Regions from separate parts of the Mus musculus genome. Here region 2 is linked to region 1. A link is a contact called in public HiChIP or PLAC-seq data. All regions are on one chromosome and are shown on one strand. Each heading gives the region's core, a stretch centred on a gene start, on an enhancer-like site or on the middle of the called end of the contact. The rest is flanking DNA. Distances are from core to core; before and after follow the strand shown. Region 1 has its middle 16 kb from the start of Nanog. Region 2 has its middle 13 kb from the start of Clstn3.

Region 1 (6,495 bases), core at 1,155-3,654:
AAATGTACTTCTTCTTATTTAAGCATCCAGGAATCTCAGACTCCCAGGTCTCTATCTTGGCTCTCAGGCTATTTCCTTCTGTCTTCTTCAGCTCTGTTACAGGCTCACAAGGAGCTGTGCAAAACGCCCAGTCTCTTTGGCAGTGTTAGAATAGGAAAACTACCATGTGAGCACGTAAAGAAAAAAAAAGTGACATACCAGTTGAACTGAATCAGTCATTCAGTCAAGGGGCTGACCACCCTTAGGAAGCAGGCTCCTTTCAAACCAAACAAACGAGATGGCTGAAGTAACTAATCTTTTAGTTAGATACTGTTCTCAACCTTCCCAAAATTCCAGCCCGTGGTATAGTCGCTGACGCGCCTCAGTCAAGGTTTGTCCAATCTTCTGAATTACTCAAACAAGTATAATTTTTGCTTTTCTTTTTTTTTTTTTGTTTTTTGTGAAACAAAGTCTCACCTTGTATATCTAGCTGGGCTGAAACTCAGTATATAGACCAGGCTGGCATCAAACACAAAAAGATCTGTCTGCTGAAAATGAAGGCATATGTCACCACACTAAATCTTTCCTAAAACTATTGTTGTTGTTGTTGTTAATGTTATTATTTTGTTTTGTTTATTTATTTTGTTATTTTGGGTTTTCTTTTTCAAGACTGGGTCTCTGTCTCTCCTGGAACTTACTACGTAGACCAGGCTGAAACTCCGAAAAATCCATCTGCCTTTACCACCCAAGTGCTAGGATTAACAGTGTATGCCATCACTACCCAGCACAAAATTTAATATTTTAAATTGTTCGTAGAGGCTTATACATGCCACCATGCCGTATGGGTCATGGCGGGTAGAACTCACTCAGGCTGTCTGCCTTAGTGGCAATTGACTTTTCCTAATGAGCCATCTTGTTGGCTCACGCTGTCACATTTTCTAAAACCTACTTTAAGATTTGATTGGAACTGCTGTGAATGCATAGAAAAATTTTAAGAGTTACTCATTTACTTTATATATATATAATACTCTGCCTACATGTATGTCAGTACACCACATGTGTGCACTGCCTGTAGAACACAGATGAGGGCATCATATTCCCTTAGGGCTGGAGTTTCCAACGTTACCCCCATGACCCATATGGCAGGAGGAGAGAGCAGATACCTACACCATTTTGCCTAGACTGGCTTGAATTCCCAGGCTTAGCTGATCCTCCTGCCTCAGTTTCCCGTGTATCTGAATCCACAGATAAAGAGCCAGAATTCCCTTTTTCATCTATGAGCCTTTGCCTTGAACACCTTCTTTCTCTCTCTTTTTAAAAATGATTATCTAATCATTTGTTGGAGGTGGTGGTGTCCTGTGTGGGGAGATGGCTGGAGTCAGTTCTCGCCTTCCACCACATGGGTCCAGAGGATCAAATTCAGGTCCTTAGGCTGTGTGCAGCACGCATGCTTACCCACTGAGCATCTCACCGGCCCAAACGCTTGCATCAAGACTGAGGTGCCCTGAAATATTTTGAATATAATAGCATTGCTAATGATCAGACCTAGGACCTCACCCATGCTTGTTGGGAACCCCTCAACTGTTTTTTTAAAAGATGTATTTATTTATTTTATGTATATGAGTATACTGTAGCTGTACAGACGGTTGTGAGCTTTCATGTGGTTGCTGGTATTTGAACTCAAGACCTTCCAAAGAGCAGTCAGTGCTGAGTCATCTCTCCAGCCCGAGAACCCCTAAACTTGAGTTCTGTCCCAGCCCCTGTGTGTATTTAAATACAACGTCATCAGGGTCAGCATCTTTTATTTTAGTCTATCCCACATCATTGGGTCCAGACAAAAAAATTAACACAGGTATTAGAGTCTTTTTTCCATGACCCCACCCCCACCCCATCTTCATCACTCGGCTTCAAAACTATGTTCTTCAGGGCTGGAGAGATGACTCAGAGGTTAAGAGCACTGGCTGCTCTTCCAGAGGTCCTGAGTATAATTCCCAGCGACCACATAGTGTGACTCACTACCATCTATAATCAGGTCTGGTACAGCCTGTGGGTTGAAATCCTGCATATCAGATATTTACCTTACCGTTCATAACAGTAGAAAAAATACAGTTATGAATTAGGAATAGGATAATTTTATGGTTGGGGGAGGATCACCACAATGTGTCACAGCATTAGGAAGGGTGAAAAACTACTGCCCTAATACCTACAGAATAACTAATGAGCTTATTTATTCTCCTAGACTATTCCAGAACAACGCTTGCTGGAGTTTGGTAAATCCTTCTTGATATTCCTCCCAGACCTGGAAGCCACACCCATTAAGAAAAAACACGCATTTTTGCCTAAGGTCAAAGATGCCCTGTAGGCAAGGTGGGAAGCACACTCCCAAAAGAAAGGTGTTACCTTTTGCCTGGAGTGCTTTGTTTAGAGTTGTTGGGGATTGGAATTTTGTTGTTGATGTTGTTTTGTTTGTTTGTAACAAGGTTTTATGTGTCAGAGGCTGACCATAAATAAAATGCATGAATGAAAACTTAAAAAAAAAAAAAGGCCGGGCCGGGGCGTGGTGGTGCACGCCTTTAATCCCAGCACTTGGGAGGCAGAGGCAGCGGATTTCTGAGTTCGAGGCCAGCCTGGTCTACAGAGTGAGTTACAGGACAGTCAGGGCTATACAGAGAAACCCTGTCTTGGAAAAACAAAACAAAACAAATAAAAAATATGCTTGCTGGCCTGAGTTCAATTCCCTAGACCCCTGTAAAGGTATCTGAGACTACCAATTCCATAAATTGTCCTTTGACCTCCACACCTATGTGTCCTTTGACCTCCACACCTATGTACACTGGAATAGTGATTGAAGAAAAAGAAGAGGAGAAAGAGAAGAAGAAACAGCAGCAGTAACAACAGTAGCGGCCATGGCAGCAGGCTTGGTGTTTTATATCTTCAATTTCAGCGCATGGGGGAACAGAGGCAAGCAGAACTCTGAGTTCCAGGCCATCCTGGTCTAGAGTTCCAGGTTGGCCAGAAAAGCCCTGTCTTGAAAAACCATGAATTCTGGCATGTTGGGGCACGCCTTTTAATCCCAGCACTTGCAAGGCAGAGGCAGGTAAATTTGAGTTTGAGGCCAGCCTGGTCTACAAAGTGAGTTCCAGGACAGCCAGGGCTACACAGAGAAACCCTGTCTCGAAAAAAAAAGAAGGAAAGAAAAAGAAAGAAAGAAAAACCATGAAAATTATAAAAGAAAACAAGAAAGAGAGAAAAGAAAGGAGCCAGAGTAGTGGTGCACATCTTTAATCCCAGCACTTAGAAATCAGAAACAGGTGGGTCTCTCAGCTCCAGCCAACCCGCTCTACACAATGAATTCCAAGACAGCGGGGGCTGGGTAGAGAGATCCTGTCTCAAAAATAAAACAAAACAAGCAAACGAAAGATAAAACCAGCAAAACCCAAAATAAATAAATAATCCCTGGCTGCTCTTCCAAAGGACCTTTGTTCAATTCCCTATAGGCACATGGGGCACATAACTAATTATAATTCCAATTCCAGGGCATCTGGTGACACCTTCTGGCCCCCCGTGAAGCCGGTATTATGGTATACATAGAGGCAAACCAGCCACACAGAAAAATAACAGTATATGCTTTAAAATTGATAAATGGGGGCTGGAGAGATGGCTCAGCGGTTAAGAGCACCGACTGCTCTTCCAGAGGTCCTGAGTTCAATTCCCAGCAATCACACGGTGGCTCACAACCATCTGTAATGAGATCTGATGCCCTCTTCTGGTATGTCTAAAGACAGCAACAGTGTACTTATATAAATAATAATAAAAAAGAATTCCATTTAAAAAAAATGATAAATGGGTTACATAAAATGAACAGAGAGAACAGCAAACACAATGGGAGAAACTCCTTGCTACCAGCTATACTTGAGAAATGACGTTACTGCCTAGAACATAGAGAGCTGTGACTGTTGAAAACAAACACACAAACCTGTCAGTCAGTAAATTAGTCAAGGAACAGACCCAATAGTTTTCAAAAGAAATACAAATGGCCAATAAATGTTTATTTAAATGTTCAACATCTGTAGCCCTCCGAGAAATGCAATTAAAACCAATTTTACATGTCATTTCAGAATGGCTATCATGAAAACAAGTGACAGACCAGTGAAGTGGCTCACAGAGTCTATTTCCCCCAAGAAGCCCAATGACATGAGCTCAGTAGAGCTCATGCACTATTGAGCAGAGAGAGAGAATATGTGTAGAGAACTCTCTCTCTCTCTGCTCTCTTTCACACACATACATACACACCATACACAGCCTTAAAAGGTTTTTTTAAATCAAATTTTACATTTATTTTGCATGTGTTTGAAGAGGGGGCATGTGTTCCATGGTGTGCTTGTGGAGGTCAGAGGACAAACTTTCATTTATTTATTTATTTATTTATTTATTTATTTATTTATTTATTATATCTAAGTACACTGTAGCTGTCTTCAGATGCACCAGAAGAGGGTGTCAGATCTCATTACGGATGGTTGTGAGCCACCATGTGATTGCTGGGATTTGAACTCAGGACCTTCAGAAGAGTAGTCGGTGCTCTTAACCACTGAGCCATCTCTCCAGCCCTAAAAGGTTTACTTACTTATTTTTATGTGTATGAGAATTTTGTCTACACGTATCTGCTTGCCCAGGGATATGCCTGATGCCTGATGTCCTCAGAGAAGGGTGTCATATCTCTTGGAGCTGGAATTACGTACAATTGAAGACTACCATGTAGATAGTTGGAATATGACTGAACCACTGTCTCCTGAAAGAGCAGTGCTCTTAAAAACTGAGGCATCTCTCCAGCCCATATATTTATAATATATATTATATATACTTATATATTTTATCTATTTATATACAATGTTTTAGTTACTATATTAACTTACTTCATAGTACTATAATATATACCTCACAATATATTATATACAATACATTATAATTATACAATATATAATACATTAAATTATAATTACATATACTATATAATTATTATATAATATATTATATTAAATTACATGCAACATGTAATTATTATATAATATAAATGTATTTTTAATTAAAAATAAAGTCAGGTGGTAGTGGCTGGGGACTGACAGGCCTCTGTCCACTGCTTCAGGCCAGCCTGTGGAGGGTGGTATCCCTTGAGTCAAGGCTAGTTTGCACACCATTTTCTATAGGCCTACATGTACCTGTGGTCAAATTACTATCTCTTCCTGTCACTGTGGGCACCTTTGTCCTGTTGTCCTCAGTCATCTGGGTCAGGGATATGATTTCTTGGTGTGGCTGAATAAGCCCCACAAAACTCCTGCATTTCCTGCCTCTCACTAACCCATCCAGACGTCCTCAGAGACCCCTGCATCCCCCTGCATCCCTCTGCAGCTTCCTTACACCCTTCCCCCCTCCTCATCCAGCTCGCTCACCCCACCCCCACCCAGCCCTGTCTGGGTGAGTCTGCTGTCCCCCGTGGGAAGCACCTCTTGTCCCTCACTAGTACTTCGTGCTATCTCACTTTAGGGCCATCTTTACATTTTCCTTCTTTCTTCTTGCTTTCTTCTCCCCTGCCGCCCACCTTCCTACCCTTTTCTTTCCTTTCCTTTCCTTTCCTTTCCTTTCCTTTCCTTTCCTTTCCTTTCCTTTCCTTTCCTTTCCTTTCCTTTCCTTTCCTTTCCTTTCCTTTCCTTTTTTTCTTTTCTTTTCTTTTCTTTTTTTCTTTTCTTTTTTCTCTTCTCTTCTCTTCTCTTCTCTTCTCTTCTCTTCTCTTCTCTTCTTTCCTTTCCTTTTCTTTTCTTTGGTTATTGCTGCAGTTTCTTTGATTTTTAAAAAGACATTTATTTATTTATTTAATTTATGAGTACACCGTTGCTCTCTTCAGACACACCAGAAGAAGGCATCAGATCCCATTACAGATGGTTGTGAACCATCGCATGATTGCTGGGAATTGAACTCAGAACCTCTAGAAGAGCAGTCAAGTGCTCTTAACCACTGAGCCATCTCTCCAGCTCATTTCTTTGATTTTTATTTTGTTTAGTTTTAAAGACAGCGTCTCATATATAATACAGGCTGCCTTCCAACTCCACGTGGGACAGAGGTTAACCTTGAACTCCTGATCCTTCTGCCTTGGCCATCTAAAAGCACAGATTACAAACCTACATTACTACACATAGCTAGAAATTCTTGAAAGACAAATTTCTAGGCTCTACTCCCCCAGGGGTTTTGTATTAGGCAAATCTCTTGACTTCACCCCCAGACAGACTGATTAGTGGGCCTGGCCTCTCCCAGCAATCTGCATTTCTGAGGTGATCTTTAAACAGCTTAGCTCTAGGCTAGGGCTTTCAGGGGTTGTCATTTTTCACATTGAAGCTGAAACTCAATGTGAATGGCCAGTGCTAAGGGACCGGAGGAAGAGGGGCACCTACTTCCCTGGGAGAGGTGACTTTAGAAACCTGGGCTGGTTGTGATGGCATATGTCTGTAATACCAGTATTTGAGA
Region 2 (6,495 bases), core at 2,564-5,063, 1.8 Mb after region 1:
TCCTCCCTGTTGCAGAATTTCCCCTAATTTACTATAATAATAAATACGAGAAGCCAATCACTGGGCGAGAAGGAGGCAGGACTTCCGAGTCTGAGAAAGGAAGAGGGAAGGCAGGAGATGAAGAACTTCCTTTTGGATGGCAGCGGGAGAGAGGTAGACACATGTTGGCTGGAGGCTGTTAGTTCCGGTGGTGGATCCACTATGATTTGGATGATATGGGAAATTTCTAACGTAGAATAGTTGATAAATTTAGGATGCTAGGTTCCACGCCCAGTGATTGTGTTATTTGTTGATTCTAAATTTAGATTGTCTGGTATCTTCTCGCAGCGATTCAACGAGCTTCAGGGAAAGGTAACCACTGCAGAACGTGGGTTTGTAAGAGTGCGCCCCGGCTAGTCATGGAAATTTGGGAGTGCTGAGCTGGCTTGGCAGCGGCCAGACACAGCGTGGAAAAAGCAATCTCCGAGTTCTGGAGAGGCAGAACCAACTTTGGTGGGACAACCATTGGCAAAAGGGAAACATGCCATCTTGGTACCGAGACCACCGGTGCCTAGCCGGCGATAGTGTGCATCGGCTTTTGTTTTTTCTCTTTTCTCCTCCTCCTCCTCCTCCTCCTCCTCCTCCTCCTCCTCCTCCTCCTCCTCCTCCTCCTCCTCCTCCTCTTCTTCTTCTTCTTCTTCTTCTTCTTCGCCTGCGATAGTGTGCATCGACTTTTGTTTTTTCTCTTTTCTCCTCCTCCTCCTCCTCCTTTAAAAAGATTTATTTACTTATGTATAAAGCAGGCCAGAAGAGGGCACCAGATCTGATTATAGATGATTGTGAGCCACCATGTGGTTGCTGGGAATTGAACTCGGGACCTCTGGAAGAGCAGCCAGTGCTCTTGACCTCTGAGCCGGATTGTTTGGTTTTTTTTTTGTTTTTTTAAGATTTATTTATTTATTTTATGTGACTACACTATAGCTGTACAGATGGTTGTGAGCCTTCATGTGGTTGTTGGAAATTGAATTTAGGACCTCTGCTCGCTCCGGTCGGCCCTGCTTGCACCCAAATATTTATTTCTTATTATAAATAAGTACACTGTAGCTGTCTTCAGACGCACCAGAAGAGGGCGGAGCCACCATGTGGTTGCTGGGATTTGAACTCAGGACCTTTGGAAAGAGCAGTCAGTGATCTTACCTGCTGAGCCATCTCGCCAGCCCCAGATTGGTTTTTAATATTATGATTTTGCCCAGAAGATGGAGCACCTACAGCAGTGGTTCTCAACCTTCTTAATGCTTCAACCCTTTAATACAGTTAAAAACTATAAGATTATTTTTGTTGCTACTTCATAACTGTAATTTTGCTACTGTTATGAATTGCAATATATATATACCCAATATGTAGATATGATATGCAATCCCTGTGGAAGGGTCACTTAACCCCCAAACGGTTGGCAACCCACAGGTTGAGGACTGCTTCCCTACAGAGCCCACTCCTGTGGAGATGAGCTAACTCAGCATCCTTAACTCATTTCTCTGCTGCAACCCCATCCATCTCCCTACTCACCTGTGTAAAACAGCACAGTGAGCTTCCTGATGCTGACTGAGGCTTCTCTATCAGAGAGCCCAGTTTCCCCGGCCCCAGCTTTCCGTTTGTCCATGTATCTGTTAGTTCCCCAACTCCAGCAGTCTCAGGAGCTTTGCTAGGTCACGTCACTGTGGTGTGTGTGGACATGTCTCTGTGCGAGAGTGCCCTAAAGCCTCACTGACAGCCAGCCCCCACCCCTTCCTTTGTGTTCATAACAATAACTACGATGTCTTCACTGGCCTAGGCCAGTAGCCCACGCCAGAGCTAAAAGCATCTCTGGACAGGTCACTGTTGAGATGGACGGACAAAACCAGGTAAGTCCCTCTGCCTCTGAGCTTTGTCCTCTTCTGTTCCGTTGCTGCGCACGCACAGCAGGTCTGCTCTCTATCCCCGCACCCCACCCGCCCCAATCGGGGGTCCTCTCTCTTTTCCTGGTTATTTCAGGAAAGTGCTTGTTCCATCCCCTAGACACAGCTGCAAGGAAACTATCGTCATCTTCACTGTAATTTAAAAAAAAAAATGTCCTCTGGGTCTCCGGTGCCACGAGAACACATGGGGAGGGGCAGCTAGACGGCAGTGCCCCCTCTCTGTGAAGTTGCTCCCATGCTCATTCTCGGGTAGCCACTGTACAGCACAGGTGGGACAGGGTGGGCTGTCTGCAGATGAATTTACCAAAGTCAACGAGAGGGGTGGGGAGCAGAAGAGAGAAGTATGCGGCTCGATGGCTGAGACACACAGCTTCACCCGGGAACTCAGGGGTCATTGGGCGAAAGGGATGGTGCAGGGTGTAATCGAACCCCCTCCAGTTGACAAGCCATCCACCTAGGCAGTGGATAGAGGAACCTTTCCTGAAGATGTTCACTGCAAGATGAAGGTCCACACACAGCTGTTCGGATGTGGGTGGTTAAGTTTAGACTTTTTTTTTTTTTTTTAAAGACAATCTTTTCATGGAAGACACACACTGTGATTGGCCTTCAGGAGGCTAGAAGGTCATTCTTCCCGAGTTTTCTCTAGGCTGCTCTGCCATGTGCCTCTTCATCAGCTCCTTGGGTCTTTTAAATCTTTTTCTAAGCCCCACCTCCTCCTGTGTTTGATTTCCCTATGGGTATTGATCTGTCCAATCCTGTAACTATGGAGAACGAGTGCCTTCAGACTCTAGAAATGATCCCTGAAATGTTGTCCTTGAAGGTCCCTTCACAGGCCATCTCCTCCCACAATGCATCCGCTGGGGGGTGGCCAGAGTGACAGAGAAAACAGAAAAGAAGTGAAACTGTCATTGCCAAGGCTGTGGCCCTCTGGAAGGTTCCCCCACCAGCTCTCATTTCCAGTGCTCGCTCCCCAGCGGGTGACCTGTTTTGAAGGCTGTAGTGCACTGGTTCTCAGTGTGGGGGTCAAATGACCCCTTCCCAGGGGTTGCCTAAGACTGTCAGAAAACATGTTTATATTACATTCCGTTACAGTAGCAGAATTACAGTAGAATGCAGTAGCATTGAAAATAACTTTATGGTTGGGGGGTCACCACAACACACGGAACTGTATTAAAGGGTCACGGCATTAGGAAGGTTGAGAACCGCTGCTATAAATAACGTCTTTAGGAGGTGGTGTGTGACTGGTGGGAGCTTTTGAGTGGTACGCCCACTGCTTTCTCTGCCCACCCCATGTCTGCTGCAGGGTGAGCAGGCACGGCCCCGTGCTTCCACCACCACAGGTCAAACCACACCTCTACACTTTCCCACCATAGCAGGCCCAATCCCTCTGAAACTAAAGCCAAAGGAAAGTTTTCCTCCACTAAGTTGTTCCGGCTTGGTATTTTATCTCCATGGTGATAAGAGTAACAAACGTGGTTGAAAAGCAACTCTGGCGACTTTGCTTATTTTCCTGTCTTGCGTAACTTCTGACTCCGGAGTGTCTTATGGAGACGGCCATGTGGTAAGGAACAGGGACCACATCTTAGAAACAGACCTCCTGCCCAGTCAGGCTTGCAAGTGCCTCAAACCCGGAGCAGTTGAAGCCTATTAGGGACCCTGAGGCTAGACTGCCTAACTGCTCCTGACCCCAGCAACTGTGTAAAATGATACGTGACCTTCGTCTTAATCTGAGGGAAGGGACAATCGGTTACACAACAGATAACTAATATTTGAATTCCATCACATTTGGCTCATTGCCAGCCTCAGGAGTTACCAAACCAGCAAGGGTGGAGATGACTTGGGGTGGTAATCACGTGGAAACCACCAAAGGCTGCAACCTTCTCTCTCCCTCACTGGAACCGCAGACACCAGTCTCTCTTTGAGTTCACGGAGACTTTACCCTCTCGAGGCTTTTGAAAAAAGTCCCTTCCCCCTTCCTTCTGCAAGCTCCGTCTGCCCCAGTGATGTTAGAGGTCCCAGGTCCTCCCGTAGTGGCAAAAGGGGCGTCCAGCGTTTCAGATGGCTCCCGATCCCTCATGCATGTGTGCTCCTGCTCTATGGCATCAGCAGGACTCAGCGAACATCGGAGTCTTCAGAGAGAGGGTGGGCAGAGATGCAACCTCAGATGGCAACCAGTCAGAAATTCCACAAGGGGTGGAACGCTGAATTAGAAATGGTGGTGCCCTAACAAAGGCTTGTGATGCCAGAGAGGGTGAGGAAAATGTTATAAGCACTTGACTTATAGCACAGGTCTCAGTGCCATAAGCAGTGTCTTCAGCCTGGCAACAGGGACTTGCACTGTCAGCTAACAGGTGCATAGCACCCACCAGAGCCATATCTGCCATCTTCCAGGACCCTGTTACCAAATGATAGACCCTCCGTGAGCACCAGCTGGGCAGGCTACTCATCCACTCTCAGGGCTGCTCCTTCCAACAAAAGGTTCCTATCAAGGAGTGATGGGTGTGTCTGGTCAGAAGGGCATAGTGCCTGAGAAGTAGGGAGAATTTATTTTGGCTTGTGGTTCCCGGGATATCAGTCCTTTAATAGTAAGGTAGGTATGAAAACTAGAATGGCTTGATCTGTGGCAGTGTGAGTGTGTGGCACGGCTTGTTCACATGTAGGGAGATCACAAATTAGATATAGTCTTCAAGCCTCCAGCCTTACCTGTCCCACTTATGCTGGCTAATCTACATCACACATCCCAAAGGTTTCCTAGCCTTCCCAAACTATCATCATGGGGGGGCCATGTTCTCAAACACATGGTCCTGTGGGGAACAATTACACCCTAACTATAATAGCACCCAGCAATGGGCAGACATGTATTGCTGGTTAGAACCCACACTATAGAATCACACATGGGAGCAGGGCTGCATCACTGGCCTCAGCTCCCACCCTCAGATCCTAGGCCCACCCATCTACCACCTTCTCTTCCTCAATGAGATCAATGCTACTTCCCCGCTCTGGACCACACCCACATAAGGACCTAAGTTGGAGCTGATAGGCCAGGCCCTGCAGTCAGTCCTGAGCATGTCAAAATTTACAGGATAAAGTACTTCCCTCAAGGATCTAGTCCTGTGGGAAAGACAAACAAGTGGACAGGTATTCAGATATGCTTGAGTGCCTAATAAACACAGGTGAAGTAAGGTCGCCCTGAGCCAGGCCTCCCAGGGGACTAAGCAAGGAGAGAAGTAATAATGACAGTGGCTGGCTGACCATGAACGCTATTTGCCAGGTGCCACCACACACACATAAATAAAAATTATTTTATTTTTAAAAGAGCCCTGTCACAGCTGGGCCCAGTGGTGCACCTGAGAGGGAGGGGGGCCACAAGTCTTGATCATTCTCTGCTGCATAATAAGCTTGGGCCACCACAAATATGTTAGACCTGTATGGGGTCAGGGAGAGACGGGGTGTGTGTGTGTAAAGAATTGCCTTTCTGTGCCGGGTGTGGTGGCAATCCCAGCACTCGGGAGGCAGAGGCGGGCAGATTTCTGAGTTCGAGGCCAGCCTGGTCTACAGAGTGAGTTCCAGGACAGCCAAGGCTACACAGAGAAACTGCCTCGAAAAAACAAAACCAAAAACAAAAGAAAAAATAATTGCCTTTCTTTGTCTCCATTTTACAGTTAAAGAAACCAGGGAGCAAATTGCAATCATTTACTAAGGTTATATATAAAATGAAGAGGAACCGACTATCCAATACCTCCGATTTCTGAACTATTACCAGACACAAATGTAGAGCACATAGCTAGCCTCTACCACTAGGTGGCAGTAGTATCTCCACTACCCACCTCCCCTCCCTTTTTTTTTTTTTTTTTTTTTAATCCTTAGAGACTGTCAAATATCCTTATGGTGTAGTACTGCTCTGATTGGGAACGACTAAACTAACCATTTTTCTCTCTTATCTCCATAAACTCGTAATGAAGTTTATTGTTCACCCAGGACCAGGCATCCTCCTAAATAATTTAGGTTATTAACTCATTTAATCCTCACAACAGCTCTTAAGTGCGAGCATCATTGCTCTGTGTTCCACGGAGGAGGACATCAGTAGCACGGAGATGTTACGCACATTGGAGACAGTCCCAAAGCCTCTGAGTAGTGGCGCCTTGGTCTGAGCCTGTTGAATGTGGCCTGGAGCCACTGCCTTTGCAGCAGTAGTGGGCTGAAGGACGTGGAGATTGGGGGTGGGGGGGTTTCGAACAAGTGTGAGAAATTTGGACAGCATAAGATTGGTAGTGAGAGTGTAACGCAGAGCACAGCCAAACAGAGCAGAAAGAGGCTGAAGAAAGAAACTGAGAAGACACAGTTACTGAGGAGGACAGACAGACAAACCGCTCACTGGGCTCGGGCAGTGAAAAGATGTCAGATGGGAAGGGTATGATTAGCTTGTAGGCGATGACAGCAGTAGGGAGGATGGGCTGGAGCGCTAAGATTCATGGCTGGATTTTTGTGGGGTCGATTTGGACGAAGCTCTGAGTGTCCATGACTTAAGCCCATGATAGGAGACAGCATTCGGAACAAAGTC

Evidence for each region. HiChIP or PLAC-seq counts read pairs in DNA pulled down with a chosen protein or histone mark.
Region 2: an H3K27ac HiChIP or PLAC-seq map of embryonic stem cells shows a contact between it and region 1, with 5 read pairs. The contact joins two enhancer-like sites. A contact is called at or near these places in 1 of 39 promoter capture datasets (embryonic stem cells) and 4 of 115 datasets of contacts at active chromatin or transcription factors (astrocytes, embryonic forebrain and embryonic stem cells).

The regions. Positions count from the first base shown.
Region 1 is chr6:122,687,942-122,694,436 of GRCm38.p6, forward strand. No RefSeq gene overlaps it. Among named protein-coding and RNA genes, the nearest start is that of Nanog, 16 kb to the right of the region's middle. Within about 2 kb of position 2,405, at least 34 of the 459 cell types and tissues checked have an H3K27ac peak or open chromatin away from gene starts, as enhancers often do. A contact at or near this core is called in embryonic stem cells, where this site is marked.
Region 2 is chr6:124,474,733-124,481,227 of GRCm38.p6, forward strand. No RefSeq gene overlaps it. Among named protein-coding and RNA genes, the nearest start is that of Clstn3, 13 kb to the left of the region's middle. Within about 2 kb of position 3,814, at least 111 of the 459 cell types and tissues checked have an H3K27ac peak or open chromatin away from gene starts, as enhancers often do. A contact at or near this core is called in embryonic stem cells, where this site is marked.